Regions from separate parts of the Astyanax mexicanus genome. Here region 1 is linked to region 2. The links are chromatin contacts, called in public Hi-C maps. All regions are on one chromosome and are shown on one strand. Each heading gives the region's core, a stretch centred on a gene start, on an enhancer-like site or on the middle of the called end of the contact. The rest is flanking DNA. Distances are from core to core; before and after follow the strand shown. Region 1 holds the start of gadd45aa (growth arrest and DNA-damage-inducible, alpha, a). Region 2 overlaps gng12a (guanine nucleotide binding protein (G protein), gamma 12a).

What was found. A called contact is a pair of places that touch in the nucleus more often than the background predicts.
Region 1: a contact with region 2 is called in a Hi-C map of muscle, with 19 times the contacts expected there. The contact joins the promoter of gadd45aa here to the enhancer-like site in region 2. A contact is called at or near these places in 2 of 3 Hi-C or Micro-C datasets (both in muscle).

The regions. Positions count from the first base shown.
Region 1 is chr4:55,436,462-55,442,925 of AstMex3_surface, forward strand. gadd45aa (growth arrest and DNA-damage-inducible, alpha, a) reads right to left here and starts at 2,855. Exons shown (of 4, transcript XM_049476716.1): 1 at 2,607-2,855; 2 at 840-941. The coding sequence starts at 2,647.
Region 2 is chr4:55,383,752-55,390,925 of AstMex3_surface, forward strand. All of the region lies in intron 1 of gng12a (guanine nucleotide binding protein (G protein), gamma 12a), which reads left to right. All of the region lies in intron 1 of LOC125801079 (a long non-coding RNA gene), which reads left to right. Among protein-coding and RNA genes, the nearest start is that of gng12a, 9.5 kb to the left of the region's middle. Within about 2 kb of position 3,685, the one cell type or tissue checked has an H3K27ac peak away from gene starts, as active enhancers do.

The DNA of each region.
Region 1 (6,464 bases), core at 1,605-4,104, 52 kb after region 2:
AGGTTGATTGATTAATGGATTGGTTGAGGTAGAAGTATACTGTAGATACTAGGGTTTAAAATAAAAATACTTCTGTTGAACTTGAAGTATCAACTCAAGCTTTTTACTCTTTAAGTAAAAGTGTTTAAAAAAGTACTGGTTTCAAAACTACTTAAAATATAAAGTGAAAGTAATGTAAGGGGAAAAATGCTAATGCTAACATTAAGAACGAAAGCTTAGGCCATTACATTTATGGGCCTTTCTCGATAAGTAAAATAATTGAGTTTATGCCAATATATTGTACGATAAGTCGTTAATGTAATTATTGTGACAGGCCTAATCGTAACAAAAGAATTAACCCTTTTAAAGACAATAAACTTTCCATTCCTATTTACGCACCTAATTTTGGAACCTAAAACGTTCCAGCTTGTGTACTATATATACATTCACATTGCAAAGTGTGGAGGCAGGGGAAACGTGTCCCCCCCACACCATGACGTGCAGCCCCGGTCTGTCCCAGCTGGCCCGCATTGAACCAGCAAAAAGACCCTGCCTCAGCCTTCACTCGAGAGATACGCTGATGGTGAGAGGAAGGCTGAGGCAACACGAACACTAAAGACACTAAAGTTAAGCAACTAGAGATGCACTGGGCCATTACTATGTTTCTTTAAGTTTGTTTTAGGTCTTGATGGAGGGCATTTTTTTCTCTGCACATAACGAGGCTATTTTTAAATTTAGAAGCTAACCAATAATTACTCCAGTAAAGTGTAGATAGTGTATTTGTATTGAGTTACTTTACAACTCTGTTTATTCCCTTCTAAATCTCAGTTTCTTTATCACTTTATTTGATGCCAACTTACACATTTAGCGACTTCGCCGCTTCATAAACTCCAACTGTGATGCAGCCTTGGAGCAAAGCTGCACTGAGGACCTCCTCCAGAGCTTTGGACACAGAATCCATCCTGAAATAAGAAGATAAAACTGTGAACTTGAGTTATTGTGCAGAAAAAATCAATCCTGAAATACCACAAGCAGAAAGCACAAGATGAGGAACATTGGGGTAATAATTATATAAAAATGCACGTGCACTAGATAGCTTTAACTAGATACATGCTGGAGCACCAATGAGGAACATTACGTCTGATGAAGAAGAAGAAGGAAGCAAGTGCTTTAAATAATTAATCTTAGCTAATAAAAACAAGCCAGTTTATGATTCATGTTACAGTAAATACAGTACATACAGGAAAAACATATTGTTTAGAGCACGTGAGATACTGTATCTCCAACAACTAGAACACTGGATTCTGTTTAACACAACTTCCTTCAAACATTCCTATATATTCCTAGTCAATTTGGTTAAAGATAAATGCTTTTAAAAGGTTAAAAAGATGATGATGTCATAAGGGATGCACCGATGTGGGTATTCTGAGCAGATGCCGATATCGATATTAAACATTTACAGAGAGATTAGACACATTAAAGATAACTTTAAAACTAATACAAATAATTAAAACTAGCTTTTACAATAAATACGTCAGCAAGTATCAGTTTGAAATATCAGCCAAAGAGCTGGGCAATTATGACCTACCGATATATTTTATCATATTGAAAATATGCTTTAATATGCATATTGATGATCGATGCCCCAGCTGTAGATTTCATTAAAGAGTATTAAAAAAAATCTTGTTTAATTAATTTGATGACGTGCAGCAAAAAAAAAGACTATAAATCTCTATGTTTTGCATTAGAAGGTATTTAAATAGCAATTTAAACCTAACGCTAGTAAAACATTTTGTCTGCATGCCAAAATATTGCGATAAATTGTGCATTGTGAAATTTCAATTTTTGAACTTGAGTGCGTGGTCCATATTGATATTCGGAACTATATTGAAAAAATAAAAATAAAAAATAAATAGAATTATATCGCCAATACTGATATAATTCTGATATTATTGTGCATCCCTAATTGTCATGCAGGTAAAATGTGTATAAATACATATATACAGCTATAGCTGCATGCACAATGCAAAAACATAAAAAATGCATAATGCAAAATATAATTTTGTGAACTAACTACAAATTCTAGTTAGTTTTGCAATTAAAAAATTCCCCAAATTACAAAATACATAGCATAGCATAGCATAGTCACCCAGAACGGGAATTGAAACCTAGTCTCCCACATAGTAGCTCACTGTCAGGTGGTGGTGTTATCCACTACACCACACCAACCACCAAAACAGCAAAAAAAAATACCCAACCAAACCTATTGTTTTGCATGCACATAAATATGTAAACTTGCTAATATAAACTTAAGTTAAGTAACTATGGCAACAAGATACCTTAACCAAGGAAACCTGTTATTTTAGCTAACTTTTAGTTAACTAGGTAATAAACTAGGTTGCTAAAGTGGTTAGTTAGCTAAATAACTAGATAGTAATGAAGGTAAAGCAAGTTAAATAGGTTGTAAGTAGCTAAAAGGCTTAAATAAACCTTATTTTTCTAGTAAAAAGCAATACATTTATCTCACAATTTAGAAATATTGATTAATTAGCTTGCTAAACACATTGCACTGCTTTAAAACGGCGCGTGCACGCGAAATATTAACGGAAAAAGACACATTTACTCACTTTTCCACAGGATATTCTCCGTTAAAGTCCTCAAAAGTCATGTTTCTCGTATAATCCAGCACGGATTGAGGTAAATCCGATCTAAAAGGTCCAAACTAGCCGGTAAAATACGCTGTTTTTAGCTCGTTTCTGCTCTTTTCGCCGGTTAGATCGTTCTGTTCCTGCGCGGCTCTGAGAACATACAGATAAAGATCCTTCTCAGAGCTGTCAAAATCTGCATATCTCCCGCTGATTGGCTGTACGCAAATTAGGATCGACGCTCTAAATTTGCATGCTAATCCTGATTGGCTGTATGCAAACAAAGATACCAGAGCAAAAAAGAATATTAATCCTGATTGGATGTATTTAAATCATCTTCAGCTTCAACAGTTTACCGCTTACTCCAGTTTCAGGCTCTGGACTCCTGCGAAGGGCGTATTATAATGAGGGTTTATTTTTTTTTCAAGCGGCGCTGTGATTGGTGGTCGCAGCAAGTCAGCGCGCGTGGCAACAAGAGGAGACGTCTCTCATTGGCTCGTTGCAGTGGTGGGGCGTGACTTGTATCCATGCCCGGTCACGAGCTCTCTGTCTTTGCCCAGGCATGCCGCTTCGCGCTGTTCATTGGTGGGAATAAATCAGTAAAATACAAAAGTTATGATTTAGCATATTTACGCGTTTTAAACGTATTTTGCGTAAATTACAGCTGCCAGATTAAACACAATGCACCACATTTTAGTGCTTTTTACGCTAAGTAAAGTACTGAAGTTATGAAAAGCTGTTTTAAAACACTGAATATATAAACCTAGTTGCACAACACAAGTTCACATAACACAAATGTTACAAATCTAAAAGAAAAATGAAGAAAAAGAATAAAGAATGATAAAACAATAAAGAAATAAAATAAATAAAAATACAAAATGTAGTCAAAAAAATCTTGCAGTAAACTACGATGGCATTTAAGGAAAATAAAAAAAAATAAAAAATATATTTTTTTCGACAAAAAAAAAAATAAATAAAAAATATCATATTGTAAAAGTATATTGTAAAAACACCAAATATTGTTTAAAAAAGAGGGTTAACAGATTAACATCTTAAATAGCCATGAAAACGTGAATATAATATCTGGTGGGTAGTTGCTAAGGCAGTTGCTATAATTTCTGAGGTGGTTGCAAAGGTGTTGCCAGGCAGTTGCTATGGTATACCAGGTCCTTCCTGCCTGGTTGCTATGCTGTTGCTATGGTTTACCAAGTGGTTGCTAAGGAGTTGGTAGGCAGTTGCTATGGAACATGCATGTGTTTCTAACTGGGTGCTATGCTGTTGCTATGGTTTATCAAAAGGGTTGTTAAGGTGTTGTTAAGTTGTGGCTGTGGTATTCCAGGGCATGCCAAGCTGTTGCTAGGTAGTTGCTATAAGATCTGTGGTACTGTCTAAGGTATTGCCAATTAGTTGATTAGTTGCCACTTGCTATGGAATCCCAGGTGGCTGCAGAAGGGGTGCTATGCTGTTGCTTAGGTAATCCAAATGGCTCATAAGGTGTTGCTAAATGGTTGCTAGGCAGTTGCTATAATTTTTGAGGTGGTTGCTAAGGTGTACTGCTAGGCAGATGCTAAGGCATTCCAAATGGCTTATGAGGTGTTGATAATTGGTTGCTAGGCAGTTGCTATAATTTCTGAGGTGGTAACTAAGGTGTTGCTATAAGCAGTTGCTATATAAAGCATAAAGCTATAGGTGCAGACTATTTAGGGGTTATAATTACTAATTAATCTGCTTTAGGTGAATTACAAATATATAGAAATGTAATTTAAGAAAAAATTTAAAATCATAAATATATATTAAAGCATATGAATAAAGGAATGTGTATGATCAATACAGTTACAGAAACATATAAACTATAATTAATGCTTAGCTATTTTTATCTAAAAAAAACTCTTAAACATGTTAATTATGTGCCGTGCATGACATTTTATTGATGAAATGATGAAATCATGTATTTTGATGCCTCATATATGGGTTAAAAGATCATGTCACATGATTTGTCATCAGAGAAACATCAAAGGTCTTTTACACAATGTTTTATAACATAAATCAGCTGCTGTATTTCACATTAAACACTTATGAAACAGTGACACCACGAGGACAAAGTATCTCCTACAGGACCTTTATACTCAGTTCTATTTCTCAGGCCTGGTCACTGTCCTGCACATTTTGGTGCTCTTTCTGCTTTAATCTACAGAAATTAATGATTGCCTGTTATATATGCATGCATGCGTTTACTCAAAACTGCTGATTCTGTGTAAACTAAACCTAAAATATACTAAACATTATAAATAATATTAGTTTACATAAATGAAAGAGGTTTTATGAGGTTATAAATGAATTAATATACTGTATAAATCCATTTACACAACACAACACAACCTAAGCTGTGTTAGTTTATATATTCACCAAAATGTAAAAAAATAGGTGTTAATGATAAATAATAGTTATTTTTATGAATGTAGGGCATTTTAGTGCAGTTTTAGTGAATGTTCAATACTCTACATTATGAAATTGCACTGTTTTATAGTCTGTGGCTGTAACTAATGAAACAGTGACACCGTGTGGTCTCAGCCTGTAGGAATTAAGAAATGAGATCAGAAGTTAAAAAACAAAATGATTAGATAAAAGAGGATAGGCTGCAGAATTATTTCACAAGACAAAGTACTGTCATTTGTGTTCCTCTAATTAAATTAAATTTAATTAAATTAAATAATCAGATTTTATTTCATTTCATTTCATTTTGTCATCTCACTGTATCTAAAACAATTTATTGTAATTTAATCTCCTCTAATCTCCTTTTATCTCATCTAATTTCATCTTATCACACTGTATCTCAAATTGTCTCATTTAATTTAATTAAATTTATTTTAATTTTATTTAAGCCCATTTAATTTAAATTAATTGTATCTTATCTCATCTCATCTTATTTAACCTCCTCTTCTCTCATTTTATCTCATCTCATCTAATTTCATCATATCTCACTGTATTTCAAATATTCTAATTTAATTTAATTTAATTCCATTTAATTTAACTGTATCTTATCTCATCTCATCTCATTTAATCTCCTCTTCCCTCATTTTATCTTATCTCATCTAATTTCATCTCATCTCACTGTATCTTTCTAATTTAATTAAATTAAATTAAATTTAATTTGATTTATTTTAGCATTTCTCATCTAATCTAATTTAATTTCCTCATACCTCATTTAATCTCATTTTATCTCATCTCTTCTCATCTAATTTCATCCCATCTCACTGTATTTCAAATATTCTAATTTAATTTAATTTAATTTAATTTAATTCCATTTAATGAATGTTATACCATTAAATTTACTTTAATTTAAATGTATCTCATCTCATCTCATCTCATTTAATCTCCTCTTCTCTCATTTGATCTAATTTCATCTCATCTCACTGTATCTTTCTAATTTAATTTAATTTAATTTAATTTAATTTTAGCATATCTCACCTAATCTAATTTAATTTCCTCTCATCTCACTGTATCTCCTCTTATTTTATCTAATTTCTCATCTCATTGTTTCCCAAATCATCCCATTTAAGATAATTTAATCTCATCTCATTTAATTTAATCTCCTCCTATCTTATCTAATTTTATTTATTTCATTTAATATCAACTTAATTTAATTTTTTAAATCTCGTCATCATCTCGTCTCGCAGCATCTCATTATATCGTATTAAATTTATTATTAATTGTATTCCTAACAACTGCAGTACATTTTTATATGTATTTAGAAATGCACTAATTTCAGATTTTCCACCTCAGTGAGAGTTTTTATCTTAAAAGCTTTCTGTCTCACAGCTCTATAATACAATGAAGAGA
Region 2 (7,174 bases), core at 2,435-4,934:
CTGCTCTAGAAATGCGCATGCTCTCCGCTTTTAGACTCTTTGGCCCGTTTTTCTGCGCTAGAAATGTGCACCCTCTCTGCTTTTAGACTCTTTGGCCCGTTTTTCTGCGCTAGAAATGCGCACTCTCTTCGCTTTTAGACTCTTTGGCCCGTTTCTGACACCTAGCGTTCAAACTTTGAATCTCTCATTATAAAAACCTGCTTAACAGCGGGCCAACTTTCATTCTATTTCTAAAATACCTCGCGGGCCGCTCCAAAAAAGGAAACGGGCCGCAAATGACCCGCGGGCCGTAGTTTGGACACCCCTGCCTTAGAGGATGGCTTGGGAATGCCCACTCCTGTGTAAGTTGTGAGGTGCTATCTTGTTATCGAGGCTGATTAAACACTGTTCAGTTGCTGAAACGATGCTGTATCAGATCTTTTGTATCTGATGCAATACTGTGCATCCTCTGAGATTATTGTGAAACTCAGGATTTCACCACAGTCATTTCCCCGAGTTCAGATAGATGTTTGTGCAAGAACTTGTCGCTTTTTAAAAACCAGAATAAACTAAATGTCCTTTAAATCTCAGACTAAAGGTGAGCTACACTATAAAGTATCTGCTACAGAGAGCCCTATAATAGATCACTCTGTGTTTAATACATCTATATAATATATGAGTTTCATATTTTAAACTGAATTTCTTTTTTGTCTCTCTCTTTCTGTCTGTCTGTCTTTCTCTCTCTGTATCTCTCTTCCTGTCATTTTTTATCGCTCTCTCTCTCGCTCTCTCTCTCTCTCTCTCTCTTGTTCTCCCTCTCTCTTTCTGTGTCTCTCTCTCTCCCTCTCTCTGTATCATTTTCCCTCTCACTCTCTTTTTCTGTGTCTCTCTTTGTATCTGTCTCTCTGTTTTTCGCTCTGTTTCTCCCTCTCTCTTTCTGTCTCTCCCCTTCTTTCTTTCTTTCTTTCCCTGTATCTCTCACTCATTCTCCCTCTCGTTTTCTCACTCTCTAGTTCTGTGTTTCTTTCTTTCTGTATATCTCTCTCTCTTTTCCTCTTTCTCCGTCTTTTTTCCCTGTTTCTGTATATTGCTCGCTTTCTCCATCTCTTTTTCTCCCCCTCTCTCTTTCTGTATCTTTCTCTCTCTTTCTTTGTCTCTTACTCCCCTTCTTTCCTTATCTCTCTCTATCTTTCTCTCTCGCTCTTTCTCTATTGCCTCTCTTTCTGTGTCTGTCTCTCTCTTTCTCTCTTCCTCTCTTTAGGGCTTTATTATATGGCTTTATTATAGGGTTTTATTATAGGGTTTTATTATAGGGCTTTATTATAGGGTTTTATTATAGGGTTTTATTATAGGGCTTTATTATAGGGTTTTATTATAGGGTTTTATTATAGGGTTTTATTATAGGGCTTTATTATAGGGTTTTATTATAGGGTTTTATTATAGGGCTTTATTATAGGGTTTTATTATAGGGTTTTATTATAGGGCTTTATTATAGGGTTTTATTATAGGGCTTTATTATAGGGCTTTATTATAGGGTTTTATTATAGGGCTTTATTATAGGGTTTTATTATAGGGTTTTATTATAGGGTTTTATTATAGGGTTTTATTATAGGGCTTTATTATAGGGTTTTATTATAGGGTTTTATTATAGGGCTTTATTATAGGGTTTTATTATAGGGCTTTATTATAGGGCTTTATTATAGGGTTTTATTATAGGGCTTTATTATAGGGTTTTATTATAGGGTTTTATTATAGGGCTTTATTATAGGGTTTTATTATAGGGTTTTATTATAGGGTTTTATTATAGGGTTTTATTATAGGGCTTTATTATAGGGTTTTATTATAGGGTTTTATTATAGGGCTTTATTATAGGGTTTTATTATAGGGTTTTATTATAGGGCTTTATTATAGGGTTTTATTATAGGGCTTTATTATAGGGCTTTATTATAGGGTTTTATTATAGGGTTTTATTATAGGGTTTTATTATAGGGTTTTATTATAGGGCTTTATTATAGGGCTTTATTATAGGGTTTTATTATAGGGTTTTATTATAGGGTTTTATTATAGGGCTTTATTATAGGGTTTTATTATAGGGCTTTATTATAGGGTTTTATTATAGGGTTTTATTATAGGGTTTTATTATAGGGCTTTATTATAGGGCTTTATTATAGGGTTTTATTATAGGGTTTTATTATAGGGTTTTATTATAGGGTTTTATTATAGGGCTTTATTATAGGGTTTTATTATAGGGCTTTATTATAGGGTTTTATTATAGGGCTTTATTATAGGGTTTTATTATAGGGCTTTATTATAGGGCTTTATTATAGGGCTTTACTATAGGGTTTTATTATAGGGCTTTATTATAGGGTTTTATTATAGGGCTTTATTATAGAGTTTTATTATAGGGCTTATTATAGGGCTTTATTATAGGGTTTTATTATAGGGCTTTACTATAGAGTTTTATTATAGGGTTTTATTATAGGGCTTTATTATAGGGCTTTATTATAGGGCTTTATTATAGGGTTTTATTATAGGGCTTTATTATAGGGTTTTATTATAGGGATTTATTATAGGGCTTTATTATAGGGTTTTATTATAGGGTTTTATTATAGGGCTTTATTATAGGGTTTTATTATAGGGTTTTATGTAATGGTGTGGAAATGCATGCTAGTCTTTATTCTCCCAGAGGGAATAGGAAATTAGTGCATCATTGTGAAGAATGGAGGTGATGTGGGCCAGATCGTGTTAATAAAAAGATATAATAAAATAATAAAAAACTGCAAGAATATACTGTATTTTTTGGACTATAAGGCACACCGGAGGTGCAATATCAATGAATGTTTTCTGTTCTGTTTTCAAACATAAAGCACACAGGCAGTATTACCCAGTGGTTTGTCCCATGTAGCTTGTTTTAAAAATGTTAAGTTATCGTAACTAAATGAAAAGGGTCTGGTTTAAAACAGGCTTTAAATTCAGCATTTCTCTCAAACTGTATTATTCTGGTTTTATGTGAAGAATCAGCACATTTAATGTAAATGTAATACACTAGAATTAATATTTTTATTTTATTTATTATTATTTTATATTATTAATAATGAACCTAGATAAATGTGAACCTGTTGGATGTTTTGTTTTGAGATGAGTTCGGTATTACTTTTTCATCACGTTTGATTAAATACAGTCAAATTCTCACAGCAATGCTGCACTTAAATCTAGTAGAAACCCTTTTTAGGTCAGTAGAGACAGTTACTCCAACAAAAGCAGGATACACTCTTTTTAATACCCTTCATTTCAGAAAAAAACAAAGAACCAACAGGTGTCCCAACACTTTTGTCCATGTATTCAGCATTTCTCTGTATTAACTGTATTATTCTGTTTTTATGTGAAAAATCAGCACATTTAATGTAAATGTAATACACTAGAATTAGTATTTTTATTTTATTTATGATTATTTTTATAGTCACCCAAGTGCTTGTACCTCTTTTTCTGTCCAAGAGGTGGCGCCAGAGGATGCTTTATTGGATTATAACAGGGTGAACAAATTAAGTAATGGATGGAAACATTTAATAATTTTAAATTAAAAGAAAATTTAAAATAACAGTGAATAAAATAGAAAAATAGAAAAAAGTAAAACTCTCTCTCTCTCTTTCTGTATCTTTCTCTCTTCCTTTATCTATGTCTCTGTTTTTCTGTCTCTTTCTTTCTGTCTCTTTTGATCACTCTCTCTTTCTCACTCCCTCTTTCTTTCTCTCTCTCTCTCTTTCTCTCTCATTCTCCTATTCTCTTTCTGTATGTGTGTGTGTGAATAAAAAATAAAAATAGAAAAAAGTAAAACTTGAGTTTTAATCGATAGTTACAGTGCAGTACTGTACTGTATTACATAGTACAATAATAAATAATAATAATAATAATAATAATAATACTGATAAAATAATTAAATAAAAATAAGTTAAAAATACAAAACTATTTAAAATATATAAAAAATAATGAAAGAAATAAAGAACTAAGAGAAAATCTAAAATAAGAAGTGTTTGACAACGACTGATTTAAACTATTTAAACTACGTTTCAACACAAAAAAACACATTATATTGAAAATATTGACCCATTTACGATGTATATTTATGCCTGCAGCAATGTATTTTTATTTTTTATTTTGCAATGTGCGATCTCATTTATGCTGTTAACTATTTTTTTTTTATAAATCCATAATATTTTAGTTAAAATGCGCCTTTTATTTATGTTTGGTGGCCTGTGATGACCGTGTGTTTAATAACAGTGAGGTAACTCTGTTATTATGGGATGTCATCATACAGTAACCCTTGCCCTGAATCTGCAGTTCCAGGCTCCTGCAGAAGGTGGCGCTGTGTGATTGGTGCGCTGTGTAACTTGTGGTCTGTATAATTTGTGGACATTGATCTTCAGTCACTCTAGCTGAGGTTAGGATGACTTGCAGTAATTTCAGCACGTGCTGTTCTCCTGCAGAACTGTGGGTAAATCAGTGCTAGTGTTGTGACTGGGATTTTTACTTAAAAATGATGAGTTTCTTTGATTTTACCATTTTTTTTACCTTTTACCAATTAAAAACCTCTGGAATATAATCAAGAGGAACTGCTTGAATTTTTGCACCAGGAGTAAAGCAGCATAAAGTTATCCAAAAGCAGTGTGTAAGACTGGTGGAGGAGAACATGATGCCAAGATGCATAAAAACTGTGATTAAAAAAACAACCAGGGTTTTTCCACCAAATATTTCTGGATTTCTGAACTCTTAAAACTTTATGAATATGAACTTGTTTTCTTTGCATTATTTGAGGTCTGTTATAATGCATTATAGACTATATTTTGAGGCTAATTAAACTATTTTTATTTTTACTACTTGCATGATGTATTGCCATAGAATTAACCTCAATAATAAAATTATGCATTGCACATTTAACACTTTTAAAGATTATTGACATTTTATTGATAAGAACATTTGTGTATTGGGTATTTGGAATATAAAAATGATATTCTAAATAAATGAAAAAAATAAATAAAAGGAAAACACTATCTTAATTTTTTTTTTTTTATTAATGCCAGGACTTTAATTTGGCCCCATTCCAAAACATTAACTTTATTATTATTATTCTTAAACCATTCTTTAGTAGAACAAATTGAGTGTTATGGGTCATTGTCCTGCTGCATGACCCACCCTCTCTACAGATTCATCTCATAGGATGTTTATATAAATATATATATATTTTATATATATTAGGTTTATAGGTTTATATATATATATAATACATTATAAACCTAATTTTGAGGATAATTAGGCTAAAAAAAGTGAGAACTTATTTTTAAGCTATTTTTATTTATTTTTATTTTTTGCGTGATGTATTATCCCAGAATTAACCGCAATAATAAAATAATGTATTTTGGGATTGTATCATAATAATGTTTAAAACTCCTGAATAACTAAAACACGAATAAAATAATAAAAAAAAAAACATTTACACACTATAAATTGTTCAAGAAATAATAAATATATTTATATATAAATATATAAATTATATATAAATAAATTAAATATAAATATAATAGAATCATTATTTATTATTATTTATTAATTATTAATTATAGGACTTTTTGGAGCAGGTCAATTATTATATATAAATCTATTGGATAGAGTAGATGGGTATTAAAAAACTAGTACTTTTAGTTTTGAATGAGTTGAGGATTATTTTTTCATCTCATATCACTGAATACGATCAAATCCTCACAGCAATGCTCCCTTAAATCAAGTAGAAAGTCTTTTTTTTTCAGGTCAGTAGAGTAGGATAAACTCTTTTGTAATAGCCTTCATACAGTGTATATAGCATTTCACAATCCCAGCATGCAACAGTGTTATTGTTTGTTATTGTAACTCTATTATTCTGATCATATCTCACAGTCTTATTGTACGGTTTCTGTGTATCTGTGTCACAATACAGCAAAACAAACACCTCAATCTCAGTTCAACAACTTGTTCCTCGATTACCTGCTGCTGTAATCGATTATTAAATGCCGCTAACGCAACCCGGCACAGGCTGGCAGCGGCGATGACATCCTCACTCGCGTGCCAGCTCACCTAGCGGCTGCCGCCTGGCATCAGTGGCAGCGCGGCATGTTGATTTGTGTCGCTGTGAATGAAAGATTTCTTTGGAAACAGACTGAGAAATCCTGCCGACTATGCCAATCAGCCAAAGAACCAATTAGCATTAGCTAATAAGACGTAAGACATTATCTGATAATATGTTGATGTAAATCGAACGTTAATCGCTATCTGTGCCATTCCCAAACTGCTGGCAGTCCAGAGACAAATTTCAACTGGTCCAGGATCAGATAAACCCTGCACATACTATGTAATATGGCCATGCCTTTGTATGTTAGTCTTGGTGTTCCAATTATTACAGGACACTTTTAGAGGTCTTGTAAAGTCCATGCTTCAGATTAAATCAAGAAGAATAGACCACTGTAGTCGTCTCGTCATTTTGATTTTGTAGTGGGCACCATGTTGTTTATGCCCGTATTTGGGCTTCCGTGTCTAAGAGGTTGAGCAGTGTGAGTCATTATGGTCATTAGTTTATTATAGCACACCTGACACAAATAAACAACTAACAACTAACTAATCAACGAACTATCTGCCCTCGCTAAGAGAAGCTAAGTGATACAGCAGGACATTAGCAGGACAGAGCTACTCCAAAACCAAAGAGTCTTAAGAACCATAGAGTCTAAAATACTTAATGTAAAAAGGCTTAATGTGTGTGTTTTTTCTTCCACAGAAAGCTATCATAAGGACAAATCTTAACGTGGCTTAATGTACTAAATCAACGAGTCAGAAACACCAAACATCTCTAATTCATTTCACTGGATAATAAAGACAGTAATTATTAAAACGTGCTACAGAGTTTAAAGCTGGTTCTCGGGTAATTCTGTGCTGCTGGGTTAGTGAGTTTCTGCTGTAACACTCTCAGCTCTCTTTAGAGAGGGCAGTTAGTTCATTAGTTGGATCAGCTGTGTTTAATACGCTGTAAACTTTCGGCCGGAGTTCTCTGGTGTTGCGCCGAAAAGAGTCCCCTGCCGATCTCTGCAGCTGCGCTGTGAGGTCAGTTCACTGCAGCGCTGTAGCATTAGCTCAAAATTAGCATTTTTCTCATCACGACTCTTAAACGATCTCA